Regions from separate parts of the Anas platyrhynchos genome. Here region 1 is linked to region 2. Evidence: chromatin contacts called from public Hi-C data. All regions are on one chromosome and are shown on one strand. Each heading gives the region's core, a stretch centred on a gene start, on an enhancer-like site or on the middle of the called end of the contact. The rest is flanking DNA. Distances are from core to core; before and after follow the strand shown.

The links. Hi-C and Micro-C count contacts between places; a contact is called where the count stands out from the background.
Region 1: a Hi-C map of liver shows a contact between it and region 2, with 4 times the contacts expected there. The contact joins two enhancer-like sites. A contact is called at or near these places in 3 of 8 Hi-C or Micro-C datasets (liver, skeletal muscle and subcutaneous adipose tissue).

Annotation. Positions count from the first base shown.
Region 1 is chr11:23,234,882-23,237,685 of IASCAAS_PekinDuck_T2T, reverse strand. No RefSeq gene overlaps it. Among named protein-coding and RNA genes, the nearest start is that of SMAD6, 45 kb to the right of the region's middle. Within about 2 kb of position 1,530, at least 2 of the 8 cell types and tissues checked have an H3K27ac peak or open chromatin away from gene starts, as enhancers often do.
Region 2 is chr11:23,138,965-23,141,847 of IASCAAS_PekinDuck_T2T, reverse strand. No RefSeq gene overlaps it. Among named protein-coding and RNA genes, the nearest start is that of SMAD6, 51 kb to the left of the region's middle. Within about 2 kb of position 1,542, at least 2 of the 8 cell types and tissues checked have an H3K27ac peak or open chromatin away from gene starts, as enhancers often do.

The sequences.
Region 1 (2,804 bases), core at 281-2,780, 96 kb before region 2:
AGTTTGTGAGCACTCCTTACTCTATGGGAAGGGTTTAGGAAGAGCAGCAGCTGAATTGGCAAAGGCAGGCTGGGCACCCCCAAACCCTGGCCAGACCCTAGGAGAGCTCAGCAATCCCGCAGCACTGAGCACAGCCCCACACCAAGCACCTTCCCCACCTGTAGGAGATGGGATAACATTTACCAGCTCCCCGAGCAATAACCAGATCTTTGCTGGGTATGTGACACATCCCTGGTTTCTTTGGGGAGCCAGCAGCACAAGAGGGGGATTGCTCCCAGTCACATATTGAGATTACCGGCCTCTTGCAGCCCGGTTTGGAAATCCTGCAGCGACAGCTACAGCCTCCCCCGGCGCTCCAGCAGCTCCGCGGCCAAGCCCTGCTGGAACCTGGATGAGAAGAGCCTGCACAACAGGGAAAAATAACAGGGGGAGGCAGAAAGCTAGCTGAACTTTCTTTAACCCCAGAAAGAGTGCAAAGGGATTTCTTATTTTCTTCCCTCTGGTTTGTCCATCCCTAATTAGTATCTCAGAAAGCCATGCCGGTATTTCGTAACCCTGCTAGGACGGCCAGGCTCAGCCAGGACTGCTTGGTGTTGCAGAAATTTATGCTTTACGCTCCATCCTCCTCGCAGCACTTCTCCCAGGCCAGACCACAGGGTTCTCCGGGGACCACGCTGCCAGACATGAAAGCACAGCTTGGTCCAGAGAATCCTAAAAAGGCGACTGCGGGGGGGAAAATCTGCTGGGAGCTGGAGTATCCTGACCCACAGCCAGCACCACGGTGGTGCTGGATCACGCTGACAAAGATGTAAGGGCTCCACCATCCACAGGTCACTCCATAAAGGACAAAGTACACAGCCAGCAGCTCCCAGAGCTGGGGGCCGCCCTCCAAAATTTCATCCCTTTAAACCCAGAGGTGAAGAGCTGAGCCTGGGAGGTTGCAGCACCTGAGCTGCAGCCCCCGTAGGTGCAGAGGGCTGAGCAGGAAGGATGCAGCCTGCTCCCTGATGGTACCAAACAGTGACCAGAGGTGGGTCTGGGGGAACACAAGTACTTCTGGCAGGAACCGTTGGAGAGCAGGATTCATACCCTGTGGATATTCACAGGTACTTCCCAGGAGCACTATGGCAGGGAACCACGGACACAGTCTGAAAAGTTCTGGAAAGATTGAGGCAAGTTTAGTTGCATGCAGGCTCTGAGAATTATTTACTGGAAATGGGTGCGTGTTAGGGTTATTCATGACGGTCAATTTAAACCCCAAATGTAGGAAACTCTAGACTTACCATTAAATATTCACAAAGGCAGATCTAAGAGCTACGCTAACACAGGCCAGACAAAACCAGAGCAAAATGTTACGCAAACAAGAGAGTTAAATGAAATGCTGTGACTTACTAACAAGTTAAATAGGAGATTGCTGTTCTCTTGGATTGAAGTGTTTGAAAATGTTTCTGCATGAGCAATCTGCTCATGGCAAATCTCAGGAAGAGGAGTCAATTCACAAATTCCTCCCACTCCCGCATTACCAAGACCTGACCAGGACATGCCTTTGTGGATGGCAGGAGATTTCTAGACCAGATGTTGTCAATCAGCATAGCTCCACTGGGTTCATCTTCAGAGCAACTACACGGCTCTACAACCTATAGCATCTGGCTCGTGGGGACTTCCTACTGACCGGAGGGCCATAAGAGGTGTCCTTATATATAATATATATCACGCACCCACCGTGGCAGGGTGCTCGGATGACTCCTCCTAGAGAAGCGCAGTCATTAACAGCTAGAGGAGGGGTCTCCATGGGAGGGATTTGCTCCAAAGACGACACATCCTTCCTGATAATGTGTTCCAGTTTCCTTTTTCCCCCCATCAACATCTGGGGTGTATTTATAGGTAGCCAATTTAGCTCAGAGATCCCACATATGGCACTGCAGCATCGCTGCATGCACTCGATAAGAGTGGGGAGAGAAACTCTTCTGGAAACGGGTGGGAAACAACCCCCAGCTCCTTATAAAAGTTGAAGAAGTCACTAACACGTGCAGAAACAACAGGAAAAAAGGAATATAACTTAGAATAAAGTGGTGCAACAGCTCTGGAAAAAAAAAGTGAAAATTATCCAGTTTGTATAAGATATTCCGAAAGCCAGTGTCAGTCCATCATGTTTTGTATTAAACCCAGATGTATATCATCTTCTCATCAAAGAGAAGTGGCTGTAGTTGTTACAGTCGGCCAGCTGGTTTTAAGCTCCCCTTTTCCCCATAGTGTAATATATCCCAGGCTCATTGGAGCTCACGTCCCATGGAATATCTTTGCAATTTGTAACCAGTGCACAATACGGCTCAGCTGTAATTTCATAAATCACCCCGGAGCCTCCGTTTAATAATAAATCTTCCGATAGCTCCGGATTGCAAGGGACCAAGCAAAGGTCTGAAAGAGGATTTTTGCCTTTCAAAGAGGGAAAAATAGATGCAAAGACATTTGCAAAATCCACAAGGGGTCAGTGTCTTGGCAGAAATCCTCCTCCAGCACTGTCGAGCACAAGCATGGTTTCAGCTCCAGGATGTTTTTAATACTCCAGGACAAGGGTAGGCTTTGTGGGGGCAGGGGGTCGCGTTGGATGTTTCTCTCCCTCCCACTCCTTTTAACGAGGAAAGGAGACAAGCAGCAGTTCTGCTTTTCTGCACTTCCCTGCTCACTTCAGCACAAGAGGCCCCTTAGGAGGGGAGCAGCCAGCCAGAGGCTGTCACCACACCTGGGGACATCAGCCTGGTTATCAGTCAGGATGGGGCAGCACCAGGTCAAGATTGACCCAG
Region 2 (2,883 bases), core at 293-2,792:
GTTGGAAGAAAAAGAAGTATCTTTGGCAAACCTGGTTCCAGTGGAACTGTCAAGATGTTAAATAAATAAAATAAATAGCAGGAGGACTGCAGAACATCCCTGGCTATCTCTCTCCGTGGGATGCAGAATACGCTTTATCCTCCGGTGAACGTCCAGCAACGTCTGCGAAGAAACCTATCCAAATCCATCCATGGCTTCACTTCATGGGAAGAAAGCTTTGAGGCTGAAACTGAATCCTCTTTTGTTTCAGTAGGGAACGGGAAGATTTGAGAGACAGAAGCAGAGCAGTGGGTGGCAATGGGATGGGGTTCATCCCAGGGAACATTTGCACCCCTCTGCTCTGCTCCAGCTGAAGGGAGCCCAGGGGCACGATGAGCTGCTCTGGGAGGTGGGAAGGGGCACCCAGGAGTGTCTGATGCCTTCTTTTTCCAGCCTGCTGCCAATTCCAGGTGTTTGACAACAATGCAGCCGTTCCTCCTGAGGAACACCTATAATTTGAGCCGCTGGGACATTTCCTCTGGCATTTGAGAGCATATGGAAAGGAATGTGAAAACCTCTCATCAGCCACAGGCAGGCAGCCGCTGTCAGCATCACTCAGATGTGCCATTAAAAGTTTTCCAAAACCCGTATCAATACCTTCTAGCTGCTGTGCACCAGGCAATGCTGGGACCATGGATGCAAACAGAGCACTGATTTCTCCTTACTAAATACACAAGAACAACTACAACAGTCCCTGCCCTCCAGAAGGGTCTAAAGACGAGAACATCACGTTCAGGGCACTGATCTTTACAAAATCCCACTGGTGCTGTCTTACACAGGCGGGAGGGATTCCCCAGCCATCGGGGAACAGCGGCTCCTTTTCCCAGGCTGGGCACACAGGACGGGAGTTGCAGGAGTTGAGTTTGCTGTTTTGTCCCCGTTGCTTTTGGAAAGACCCGCAGCCTCTCCTGCTCACACGACGCTGCTGCTCCACCGAGACTCATGCAAATCCGTCTGTGTTCCATGGGATGGAGACGATTTGCCAGATTTTGTGTTTACTATGGAATTTCTACACAGCTTCAGGAATCTCTGTATTTTATGAGAAAACAAAGTGGCATATCAAAACATTCTTAGCCGAGTTTTATTTATACAATTAATGGTCAACAGAATATAATGTACTTTTATGCGCTGCACCTCCCTTGCCCCAAAAAACAGTTTTGTCTGACAGACAGTTTTGTTCCCCGATCTCCAGGGGTACATTAACCTCTGCGAAGTCCATGCTTGAGTTCAGAATTGGCATCATCGCTCCTTCTCCTGCAAAGAAAAATCAAACGAGCTCAACACTGAGCCTCTCTTTCCCACTAGAAGGGATTCTTTCAGTCGCATCCCTTGGTGCGGCCCCGCAACACAGTGGCAATCTGAAGGCTGCCCCGCCGTATGCCAAGGGGGAGGGCGGCCTCCCTGAAGGCCACCAGCGATTGCTGCGCCAGGAACGCTGTGTTTCGCTCCAGCACAGGCTGCCTAGGTGGACAGGGAAGATATCACTGCCCTTTGCAGAGCTGCACAGAAGACAACTGCTCCTGTGTGCCCGTTTTAGCCGTCCCGTGCAGCTCTGTGCGCGTCGTGGCTCTGCTCTGAGCCCCAGACTGGAAACTCCACCGCAGCCGCATGCAAAAACCCAGGGCACTGAATGTCCAGCCTTGAGTCCTGCGTTTAGAAATGGAGATTAAAACCTACAGGGGTTTCACAGCGTGCTGCTTGTGCTCAGTGTGCTGGTTATTGTAGCTCACACTGCCTGGCTGGCCACGCTGCTCTTCTACCATGGCACCGCGCGCTCTGATTCGGGACCCGAATGGTGCCCAAAGCCAGCGAGAGGTCAGAGTTAAAGAACAGCAAACAGGAGACTGGCAAGGAGCTAAAGAAGCAAGACACACGAGAACAAATCTGAAAGGGCAACCTAGCTCAGATCTGCAAGTGGCAACCCTCTCCAACAAATCCCTGGCCATTTTTTCCTAACGCGTTTGAGCTAAACTGGGTTACGCAAGGCTAAAGCCTATATGAAGATGTCTACACCGAGGCTGTCTGGGGGTTTAATTAGATCAATTTGAAACTGATTTAGTTAAACAAGCGAATGTTTCCTAATGTGGACCAGACTTTGAATTTCAGGCACATCAAACCTCATTACATGTAGGCTTTATTACAGCAGCGCTTCCCTCCATGCTCTCATGGCGGAGTCCTGCCTCCTGAGGTTTGGGCTGGAATGCCAACAATTCATTTTAATGCAGTTCAGACATTTTAAAGCTTTGCTGAGCTATCCCCAAAATAACCACTGATAGTAGGTGGCAAGCACCCTGAAATGATTAGAGTCCTTCTTGTGCAGGAAAAAAGAAATTTGGTGGAAAACAAAGCAAACCCGGTAAGAAGAGGATAAGCACTATGGGAGGCGAGGTGTGTGTCGCAGTGAAAAATGGTTGAAGTCGATGCCTTAACACCATTATTTACACCTCAAAATGTGTCTCTGCAGAGCAGCGGTCGCTGGACATGTTGTGTCTGGGTTTTATTTTAGGATCGCACACTTTTTGCTCAAGTGCTCTGGTGTTACTGCCGACCGTGTTGTTGGGCTGAGGACACCACGATGCCGAGCACCAGCTGGCAAACTCCTGGCATCTGCATGGCGGCTTTTGATCCTCTCTGCTCCCAATCCAACAGAACGGCTCCTGCTACGTTCCTGCAGACGACGGGGGGCTGCCAGCACACGCTGAAACCTGAGGTGTGGGTGAAGCCCCGGGGGCTGATGTCCGTGCACCGGCTTTTGCTGGCTCACAGCCTCGGCCACGTGAAGAAGCGATGCGTCTTGTAGGGATTAATCCATTCTGTGAACTTGTAATAAAATAAATTACCGCT